Regions from separate parts of the Mus musculus genome. Here region 1 is linked to region 2. A link is a contact called in public promoter capture Hi-C data. All regions are on one chromosome and are shown on one strand. Each heading gives the region's core, a stretch centred on a gene start, on an enhancer-like site or on the middle of the called end of the contact. The rest is flanking DNA. Distances are from core to core; before and after follow the strand shown.

Region 1 (5,544 bases), core at 334-2,833, 120 kb after region 2:
AATATTGTCAAGTTGACAACCAGGAATAGCCACTACACCATGTAAAGCAGATGAGACACAGTCCTGGAATAAGATTCTTATCGCCAGATGATTTCTCAACACAAAATTAAACTAAGGAAAATCCCTTATATAGAATATATCAAGATCACATAATTCAACAGGATTTCACATAATTCATATGATTTTTGCATAGACTGCATGAATTTTTAAATGGCCAATAACTGCATATGAAAGCACACTCAGTGTTATTAGTCATCAAGGAAACTAAAGTCCCCAAAGAAGCTACAGTGCAGATTACAGAAATGGTTCAAAGCAATGGACTGACCTTACCAAGTGATCATGGTGTGGGGCAGCAGCCAGCAGGGCAGAACCTACAGCCTTTGCTGGTCTTAAAGACAAGTTTGATCAGAACACGATCATATTCATTCTTTCATGGTTAATCTATGACTGCTTTTCTGTTACAATAGCAAAGAAGGTTAAAAAATAATAATTTTAAAAGCACAAATTAAAAAATCTTGTGGGCATGGTGACACATGCTTTTTTTGTTGTTTGTTTTTTTCAAGACAGGATTTCTCTGTGTAGTCCTGGCTGTCCTGGAACTCACTCTGTAGACCAGGCTGGCCTTGCACTCAGAAATCCGCCTGCCTCTGCCTCCCAAGCACAGGGATCAAAGGCGTGCACCACCACTGCCTAGCCGACACATGCTTTAATCCCAGCAATTAGGAAGCTGAGACAGGCAGGTCTCTGTGAGTTCAAGGGGTACAAAGAGAAGTACTATCTGGAAAAACCAAAGAAAGGAGAGAGAGAGAGAGAGAGAGAGAGAGAGAGAGAGAGAGAGAGAGAGAAAGAGAGAGAGAGAGAGAGCTATGTTTGGGTCAATCAGTAGATATGTTTGGGTTAATCAGTAGAGGCTGAGAAATTGTTTTGAGATTGTTTGAACCTTGAAGAAATGTTGTCTCTCTAGAGAATCTGTACTAGGTGCTACGTGAGAGTGTGCAGCTAGAACCAACCTTGGTCCTAGGGTACTCCTGGCAAACCTGTGGTTCTTACTTTGTTTATGGCTAGCCAATGACTGAGATCTGTGTGCGCTGTCTGCTCTCAGGGACAGCAAGGGCAAGATAACTTTGGTAGCTGGAACCTTTCCCAGCCTCAAGTAACCTTGTATAATGTTTGAATAAAGTAACTAGAGTGAGCTGGCTGAGTGTCAGTCTTTTCCAAGAAGGCTGAACCCCTCTGCTCCTTTGGAAAATGAAGTCTGGTCCTTATGGCAGCACAGCAAGCTCTCTTATGTTCTTTTATTTATTTATTTTTAAAATTATTTATTCTTGCAGATATAACATCAAGGGCCTACAACTTTGTCTTCCAAATCCACAAGTCAGTGAGCTAGCTTACAAGTCCTGCTCACAGGGGTTCAGTGGATATATGGGAGGCAGGCACAAAGAACTGCACAGAAGGCAGACTTTGCTAATGTGAGAGGAGACAAGGATGAACTGACTTAAGTCACTCTGTCTCAGGGTCACCAGGCTGCATAGGGAGGCTGGGGTTTCATCACAGCAGGTCATGCAGATCAGACTGAGGAATTTGCACTTTGTCCGGTAGGAAATAACACTTCAACATTATCAAAGTGAACTCACCAGTGATGCTCTCCGAGTCTCTATGATTGCTACTCATGAGGTTTGCTTCACCTGTTCGTGATTTGAAAATGGCATTCTGGGATTGACTCATGCAGAATCCTTTCCTGCTTTGGTTGAAAGGGGCAGCTTTCGTATGAATCGCAGGAAAGGAAATCCATTAAGCCATTTAGTAAAGAAATGGGCGTGGTCATATGGATATTTTCTTTAGAACAGATTTTCTGCGATGAGTCAGGTGACATCTGCAGCTGTAAGTGCTCTCATGTGGTTACCAATCCTGGACAGTCATGGCCTAAAACAAAGAACAGAGAGGGTGGTCAGAATTCAGCATGCTCTTTAATAACAGGACTCTAATCACCTGCCATTAAAAATGTTTTTCTAAGACATACACAACAACATGAGTAAACCTCAATGCAATTAGGGTGGGTCAAAAAAAGAAAGAAAAGAAAAAAAGTCAGCTCATGGTTTATGATTGCATTTTTGTAAGACTTCTAGGAAAAAACTCCGCCACCACCAATATATCTACAATGTCAAAGAGCAGATAACTGGCTGGGTGAGGGAAGGACTTGGGCACAGGAGAAGAGTTTGGGAACGACACATGTAGCCCGAGTGATGGCTTCAAACGTGCATGAATGATGCCAAGTGTAATCCAATTCCACAGCTGAAGCATGATGTCAGCACTCTTTACTGCAGTGCCCTATCATGGAGAACTGCAATGCAGTGCTGCAGCGCACAGGCCTGGAGGCACATGGAGGCACATGCATGCCAGGCCTTTATGCTGTATGTAGAACAGTGAAACGCTACTTGAAGGCAAACTGCGACGGAGGAACCATGTACACGACAATCCAAAAACAAATAATGTAATAACTTAAGAACTGTAGATAATAACCAATAAAAGAGACGAAATGGAGTAAGTTGTTCAGCTCTGGCCACTGCTGGCATTTGTGTCATTTGTGTGGCCCACACTGAATGAACCTTAACAACACTTGCCCTGTCCTGACTAGATGCTAGCAGAATCTCCTTTCTAGGCCTTCTCCTAGATGCAACAGGTAAAATGTCTCCAGACACTGCCAGATGTCCCTGGAGGCAAAACTACTCCTGGTGGAGATCCACTGATAAAAAAGAAATTCAACATCACTCAAAATATTTATCTGCTGGACCATGAAACTTAGCTAAGCTTTACTCACTATTGGATAGACAGGGCCTAGAGAAAAGGCTGATTCAAAGCTCTACCGATAACAGTATAAATTGCTATAAGGTTTTAGAAAGGCTTTCCCAATGTCTACCAAGCTTTCGATGCACAGGAACTGCAACTCAACAATTCTACCAACAGAATTTATACACTGTAGATATTCACAAAGCATGCCCGACATAGGGACAAGAATACCCACACAGTACTGACTTAAGTATTTTGTTTTCAGAAGCACACATACAAGTGGAATGACCATAATGATATGTTTCAGTAATGCGTACATGTAATGCATAATGTTTTAGTAGTTTAGTAATGTGCATGAAAGGAGTCAGAATCCAGGCCAGGAACATGTGATCCCAGCACTCAGGAGGCTGAGGCAAAGGACAGTGAGTTGGAGGCCAGCTTAGGCTACAGAAAAAGTTTCAGGTAAACCTACACAACTTAACATGACCTAGTTTCAAAACGATCAAAGAGCCAGGCATGGTGGCACACTCCTTTAATCCCAGCACTTGGAAGGCCAGAGGCAGGTGGATCTCTAAGAATTTGAGGCCAGACAGTACTATATAGTGAGATGTCATAAAGAAACATCAAAACAAAATAAACAAAGGTTGCAATGCAATGTATTTATACACACACACACACACACACACACACACACACACACACATATATACATGTACATATATGCCTACTTAAAACAAAGAACAACAGAAAGCAGGAACTTATCGGGAACTTATTCAGCTGGGTGTGGTAGTGCACACCTGCAATCTCAACACTAAATGGGGAGAGGCAGGAGAAATGTGAATTCAAGGCTCCTGTGAGAGATGGGAGTGGAAGGAAGGGGGTGTTCAGTGCTAACTAGATGCTTTGCATAAAGACATCTGTTGAGCAGTCATAGCTGCTTCTGTTAGGGCTAGTGCATCTTCATGAAGTTGTCTTATGTCTAAGTAGAGATCACAGAAAAAACAGTCAGTGAAGAACAGAGATACAATTAGAAACACGAGGGATACAAGTCTCAGAGACAAAGTGCAAAGTGAGCAACAGAATTAGAGGAGTCAAAGGGGAAATTAGAGAGGCTTAAGAATTAAGTGACCTTTTGGAAAACAATGTAATTCAACAGTTAGGGCTCAAACCAGGCTGGTAAACAAATTATCAAGTAAGAGAGGAGTTTAGTGAATACAGATCAGAATTTCCCATTACCTAGACTTTCAGATTTCCACAAATTGGCACACTTTAAAAACTTCTGTGGCCACTGGCACAGGATTTCCATTTCTGACCCTCCATTTCTTACCCTCCTTTCCTTTTGAGATTTTATTTTTATTTAATGAATGTAAGTGTTTGCCTGTGGAAGAGAGCATCTGATCTCCCTGGAACTGGAGTTATAACAACTTCGAGCCGCCATGCAAGTGCTGGGAACTGAACTCAGATCCTCTGGAAGAGCAGCCAGTGCTCTTGACTGCTGAGCCATCTCTCCAGTCCCATTCATTTTATTACTTCCTAAAACTTTTTATAAAAACCCAAACCAAAAACCAGAATAAGCAACAGTTCTTTTCCTGCAAAAAGCTTGCTTGCATAACAAAAATTCAATTTTTCTATAATTGAATGCTGATAATTTTAATAAATACTTAACATTTCTTTTACATGTACAACTATTTTCCTGGAATAAGTTTGCAATTCAGTAATGTGGATTAGCCAGTACAATACTAAGCAAAGCTCACAATATTTGTTAGGTACCATGATTCTTGTCATCGAAGATCATTTTCAAGTTCTAAGGGCACTCTACTGTATACACTTGGGTTTCCCCATAGTATCTTGCTATTCAGAATTGTGATTCCCAAACCAACCACCACAAAGGGAACAGAAATGTATTTGGATGAAACCAATAAAGATTTGCATCCTGAACTGGAGAGGAAGAAGAAAGAAGCCTTCTCTGGGTATAACACATCTAGAAACATAGATGAAATGTTAATGACGCTCTGTCAACATCTGTGACTTTTCTATGTTGTGTTCATGTCAGAGAAACTTTTTAATTAATCTCTTTTAAAGTTAAAAATACCCCAAACCTGGACTTGAAATAGGGGCGCAGGAGGTAACTCAGTCAGTGACAGCCTGCCATGTAAGCCCGAGGAGGAGGCCCATCAGAAAGCCTAGAATAGTGGTACTTGCTTATAATCCCAATGTCAGGAAGGCAAACAAAGCTGGATCCCTGGCGCTTCACAATCAGCTAGCCTAGTCTACAGGGTGAGTTCTAGGCCAGTGAGAAACTGACTCAAAAAAGAAGGTGATCGGCTCCTGAGGAGCACCCTCCGCCCCTCTCCAGGCACAGGAACCCACACACCAGTGAACACAACATATACACAAAGAATCCAGTGATGCACTTTAAAAGCTAGAACGGCAGTGCAGATGTAAGAATGACCTTGTCAGTAGGCAGCTCATCTGGTGTGTGACCAGCAAACTACTACCCACATCCATATTCGGTCTGTCACCTGTTTCTGCACAGTGTGTGAGCTAAGAATAGCTTTTACTTTTAAATGACTGGAAGAAAAAAAAACCCTATACGATGTAAAAACAAGACAATTTAGTTTTCAGTGTGTATTTTTAGAATACTGTTCATTGATTGCATTCATAATTCTTGACAGCTTAGAAACTGTAGTAATTGTGCCATTGACTGTACATACATAGTTAGCAAGATATTAGGCTATCACACACACACACACAAAT
Region 2 (5,644 bases), core at 2,931-5,430:
CCAAGTGTTCAAATACATACGCCTAGGAAGGACCCTGTTCATTCAAACCACCACAATGTATAATTTAAATTTTTCATTTTTCAAAGTGAAACATTACCTTCTAGTATGCTGATAGTGAGATTTTTTTAAAGATTTTTTTAATTTTTATTTTACGACATAGGTATTTTGTTTACCGATGTGTCTGTACAGCATTTGCATGTAGGCTTCCTGCAGAGGCCAGAAGAGGGCATTAAATCACCTGGACATGGAGTTATAGACAGTTGTGAGCTGCCATGTAGGTGTTGGGAATTGGACCTGTGTGCTTGGAAGAGCCATCAGAACTTTGTTTGTTTGCTTGTTTCACTATTTATTTATTTTTATTTATTTTACATCCTGATCAAAGCCCCCTCCCTTTTCTCCTCCCAGTCCTGCCCTCCCACCGCCCTTCTCCCTCCCCCACCCCACCACCTGCCCTGGCACAGTAAGTCACAGCAGGAGACTAAGTGCATCCTCTCTCACTGAGGCCAGACAAAGCAACCCAGGTAGAGGAAAGGAATCCAAAGGCAAGCAACAGAGTCATAGGCAGACACCTCCCTCACCTCTGTGCCTGCTCCAGTTATTGGAGAACCCACATGAAGACCAAGCTGCACATCTGCTACATATGTGGGGGGGCGGGGGCTAGGTCCAGCCCCATATGCTCTTTGATTGGTTGTTCAGCCTCTGTGAGCCCCCATGGGTGCAGGTTAGTTGACTCTGTAGGTCTTCGAGTGGTCCCCTTGACCCCTCAGGCTCTTTCAATCCTATCCCCCACTCTTCCACAAGACTCCCCGAGCTCTGCCTGATGTTTGGCTGTGGGTCTCTGAATCTGTCAGTTGCTGGATGAAGCGTCTCCGAAGACAGTCATGTGAGGCTCCTGTCTGCAAGCAGAGTTTCAAATAAGTATTTTAGCTCTTCCTCTTCTTTCTTGTTAAAGAAAGTTAAGATGACAGAGGTTTAAAATAGTCTGGGGACACTAAGGAGAACAAACCAGGATTCCAGCAGGCTATGTGGTAGCTGCTTCCACCAGCCAAGAAGGACTGGGCTCTGGAGAAACAACAAGGCATTGTTGCCCTTTCCCCCACGTAACCTGAGTAACTTTGTAAGTAGTCCCACATTTATACATGTTCTGATGTAGAAATTGTAATATCTGATGTAACAAATTGTAACAGACAGGATTGTGGGTAATGATGACTTCTAAGAGAGTCTCTGTCTATCAGGGAAAGGACCACCCAGCCTGCCCCTGGACTGGGCAAGGGGAGGGAAAATGGAGAAGTCTAGAGGTGTGCTCACTTTCAGGGATGTTTTCTCACCTCCTGAAATAAGCTGGAAATACTTTGCATTACACACGCTGCAGGGTGAATTCTCAGGAACTTAAAAACCGAGACTGCAGGCCTGGATCAATAAGAAGGCAGATTCACACATCGGTGACACACATGTATCTTGGTGGCTCACATTTAAAGACACAGAAGGGTTCCATATGCATACACAAGCAGGTGGGAAGGGTTGTCACTGTGGGAAGCAGCAAGACCCTAACCATGAACAAACACATCTTGCCCAGCCTGGAAGTGGCCACCTTCTGTAACCAGGCAGGACTTCCAGTGGAGGGATAGAGACGCCAGCCCACCCACAGAATTTTGTCCTGCCTACAAGATGTGTTTGTAGTCTGGGGCCCCTGCACTCAAACATTACACCTCACAAATCTCAGGTTAATGAAAAGTGAAAAAGGCATGGGCCAGGCTGTTAGGGGACTTGGCAGTTTATAAACAGGCTGTTGCCATATGTGAGTTCTTTCAGGGGCGGGGGTGGGGGGTGAATGAAGATTTAGTGAGAGAACAGAGCCCCGAGGACTCCCTGGCAACTAATGAGATTGCAGGTGGGCAGTGGATGCATGCAAGGAGACACAGGGAATGTATGGTGGGGAGAGCACACGGCAGCTGGCTGTGTTGAGAGCCTTGGGTGTTGGTAAGAGTGGAAAGAGGTGTGTGTGTGTGTGTGTGTGTGTGTTCAGAGTCCCTTTTATTCTAGAACCAAATATTCAGCCTCCTCCTGAAGGAAATTGCTGAGAGAACATGGACCAATGCTTAGAAGGGAGTCAGCTCTGTTGTGCACCATGGAGAATATAATTCCCCCAAATCCTCGCATCTGGATCTTGATTTTTATATCGACATAGGAGCAGGGAGATTCTTTTAGTTGAAGTTAGTTGGTTACAAAGGTGGTGGCACTTCGCATGGGTGGGTTGGTTGGACCTGACTCTATAGACTTCCACCAGTCAGGAATAGTTGACTATTTTAAGGAAGCCCTGGGAGTGAGCCCTGCTGTGACTGTGTAGTGGTGGGAAATGATCTAGAACGTGTTTCTAAAGTGCCTCTGTTTCCTGCCACAGGGTCATGCTCTTTAAGCTCTCAGAAGAAGTGAGCGAGTTGGAATTGAGATCTTTTAAGTTCCTTTTGAACAATGAGATCCCCAAATGTAAGCTGGAAGATGACTTGGTAAGACCTAATCTCCTGAAGATGGGTCACCTCTGGGGTTTCTGAGACCAGAGAGCCCTGCTAAACATAAATAGTATTCAAGGTTGTGATGGTGTTGTTGTTGTTTTGAAACATGGTATCCTATAGCCCAGGCTAAATCCAAACTTGCTATTTAGCTGTCTTCATTAGAGTTTTCCTGCTGTGAATAGACACCATGACCAAGGCAACTCTTATAAGGACAGCATTTAATTAGGGCTGGCTTACAGGTTCAGGTCCATTATCGTCAAGGCTGGAACGTGGCAGCGTTCAGGCAGATATGGTACAGGAGGAGCTGAGAGTTCTACATCTTCATCTGAAGGTTGCTAGCAGAATACTGGCTCCCAGGCAGCAAGAACAAGGGTATTAAAGCCCACACTTACAAGGCCACACCTACTCCAACAAGGCCACACCTCCCAACAGTGCCACACCTCCCAACAGTGCCACTCCCTGGGCCAACCATGTACAAACCATCACTGTAGCCAAAGTTGACCCTAAACTTCTGATCTTCCTGCCTTTATCTCCTGTTAATGTGGTTCCAGGATGTGGAACTCAGCACTTTCTGCACCGTAAGCAAGCACTCTGTCCACTGAGCAGCCCCTGTCTTCTCACTAGAAGAAAGTAGTTAGATAGGAACAGGTAGGTATGGCTCTAGTGCCTCTGCACAGTGAAGTGTTACTCGGCCACAGGGCCGAGCCAGAAGCCGGAGAGAGCAAGTTGTGCAGTTCAACAATACATGGGACCCAGCAGGGCCAAGGAGAAAAGGTGGCCCAGGGTCACATTTCCCTACTTCTGCTGCCCTTGAAACACGGCGTGTTCGCCCCCTCTCACTCCATCCCGGTGTGTATTATGTGTCTTTATGAGTAGGTTGTATGATGTGTCTGTGTCTACATGTTGTGTATATTGTGGGTGTTTATGTGTGGTGTAGGTGCCTGGGTATACCTCTGTGTGGCTTCTCTGTTGGTCTGAGTATATATGTGTGTGATACCTGTGTGTTGGCGGGGGTTGGGGGTTCTCTCACTCTGTAAATCAGTGTGTCTCTGTGTGCTCTGTGGTAGATGGCCTAAATTTGATGTATGCTTTGTCCAGATGTATCTCTGTGCGTTTGCTTAGGGTACCCGTGAACACAAGTGTGTGGCATCTTTCTGTGTGTTCGGTGCATATGACTCTGTGTGTATTAACTGAGGTTTAGAGAAAGCTAAGGTACCAGGGGCAATACTGGGGAATAATTCAGTCTCTAGGATTGGCCCATCCACATTCCTCAGGCTGGTCCATAGCTGAAGGCATTCTCATACTGGTTGAGAACAAGACCTGGGGACTGGGTGACACCTGACATGGCTTATTCATCTTTCCATCTTTTAAAATACTTTCAGGCCTTCCTGAGTACTGTCACCTGTGAGAGATCGGCCTGTGCTTGGAGGTGGGAGGGGGATCTATGTGGGAAATAAGACTGGGCCCTGAGTTTGGAAGAAGTAGAGACTAAACGAAGCCCCAAATCTCCAAGCCTGTGCTCTCAAGCCTTTTGTGCTTCACTCTCCTCCCCAGAGCCTGCTTGAAATTTTTGTAGAAATGGAGAAGAGGACCATGCTGGCAGAAAATAACTTGGAAACCCTAAAATCAATCTGTGACCAGGTCAACAAGAGCCTGCTGGGGAAGATCGAGGATTATGAAAGATCAAGCACAGGTAGCCAGCTAGTCAACAGCTGCGAGTTGGGAAAGCCCTCAGAGAAACAGCTCTTTCTGATCAAATTTTTCTTTTTCAATTCAGAGAGAAGAATGAGCCTTGAAGGAAGGGAAGAGTTGCCACCTTCAGTTTTGGATGGTAATTCGCACAGATACATTCCTTAGATTCTGAGGTGCTTGATTTCCGACTTCCTCTTGCCTTCTACCCACCATCTTCTGCCTCATCCTGATTAAGATGAAAGTTCAGTGGCCTCTTGTCACCTCTGCAGCTCTCTGAAAGCCCCATGGAAACATTCTCACAGTTACTCTGTAAGAGGCTCTTAACTCTGCTCTGGCCTTTGCTTTTGAAGAGAGTTGTGGGGAGCTAGACACAAATCTTTTCCTGGACATCCTTTTGTTTTGTTTTGTTTTGTTTTGTTTTGTTTTGTTTTGTTTTGTTTTGTTTTGTTTTGTTTTGTTGAGACAGGGTCTTTCTACCTCATCCTGGTTGTCTTGGAACTCTCAATGTAGACCAGGCTGGCCTTGAAATCATAGAAATCTATCTGCCTCTGTCTCAAGTGTTAGGATCAACACCTGACTTTTTCCAGAATGTTGTTAACCAAGTTTCTTCAAGTTTTTCTGCTCTGTGAGAGGCCCCTCAGCCAAGTGTCTCCTGTTAAGCCCAGGCACCCAGGTCCACACACACCTGAGTTCCTCCATTGTGTGCCTGCTCCATCCTGGGATACTCAAGCCAAGTTGCCTAGCTCATCCCAGAATGGAATTTGTCCAGTCCTCTGTTTCCTTACCTAGGAAACTGGATAGAACAAACAGAAGGATTCCTTCAACGTAGGGTGTCTCAGTTAGGGTTCTATTACTATGAAGAGACACCATGACCTAGGCAACTCTTATAAAGGAAAACATTTAACTGAGGCTGGCTTACAGTTTCAGAGGTTCAGTCCATTATTGCCATGGTAATAAAACGGCAGGGCAGGCAGATGTGGCACTGGAGATAGAGCTGAGAGTTCTACATCTTGATCCTAAGGCAGCAAGGAGACTGTGCCACTGGGCATGGCTTGGGCATATGAGAGATCTCAAACCCCACCTCCACAGTGACATACTTCCTTTAACAAGGCCACATCTCCTAATAGTGCCACTCTCCAGGGGCCACACATTCAAACACACGAGTCTATGAGGGCCATACCTATTCAAACCTATTCTCCCTATGTAGCTAGCTAGCCTGGAATTTGCTATGTAGAACAGGCTGGCCTCCAACTCATAGAGATCCATCTGCCTCTCTCTGCCTTCCAAGTGCTGGGGTTAAAGGTGTGTGCTACAACACCTGGCTCTTTCATTTTTTAAAAAATTTTTATTTATTTTTCAACTATGTGTATGTGTGAAAACATGAGTACATGAGTGTAGGTACCCATGAAGTCTGGAAGAGGGCATCAGACCTCCTGAAA

The links. Capture Hi-C pulls out chosen DNA fragments and counts their contacts.
Region 1: a contact with region 2 is called in a promoter capture Hi-C map of liver. The contact joins two enhancer-like sites. A contact is called at or near these places in 3 of 9 other capture datasets (adipose tissue, liver and pancreatic islet).

What each region holds. Positions count from the first base shown.
Region 1 is chr1:58,944,613-58,950,156 of GRCm38.p6, forward strand. Trak2 (trafficking protein, kinesin binding 2) reads right to left here. Exons shown (of 16, transcript NM_172406.3): 2 at 1,635-1,923. The coding sequence starts at 1,725. Among named protein-coding and RNA genes, the nearest start is that of Trak2, 26 kb to the right of the region's middle. Within about 2 kb of position 1,584, at least 24 of the 459 cell types and tissues checked have an H3K27ac peak or open chromatin away from gene starts, as enhancers often do. A contact at or near this core is called in liver, where this site is marked.
Region 2 is chr1:58,824,806-58,830,449 of GRCm38.p6, forward strand. It overlaps Casp8 (caspase 8), which reads left to right. Exons shown (of 9, transcript NM_009812.2): 3 at 2,402-2,507; 4 at 4,068-4,206; 5 at 4,291-4,344. Among named protein-coding and RNA genes, the nearest start is that of Casp8, 32 kb to the left of the region's middle. Within about 2 kb of position 4,181, at least 1 of the 459 cell types and tissues checked has an H3K27ac peak or open chromatin away from gene starts, as enhancers often do. A contact at or near this core is called in liver, where this site is marked.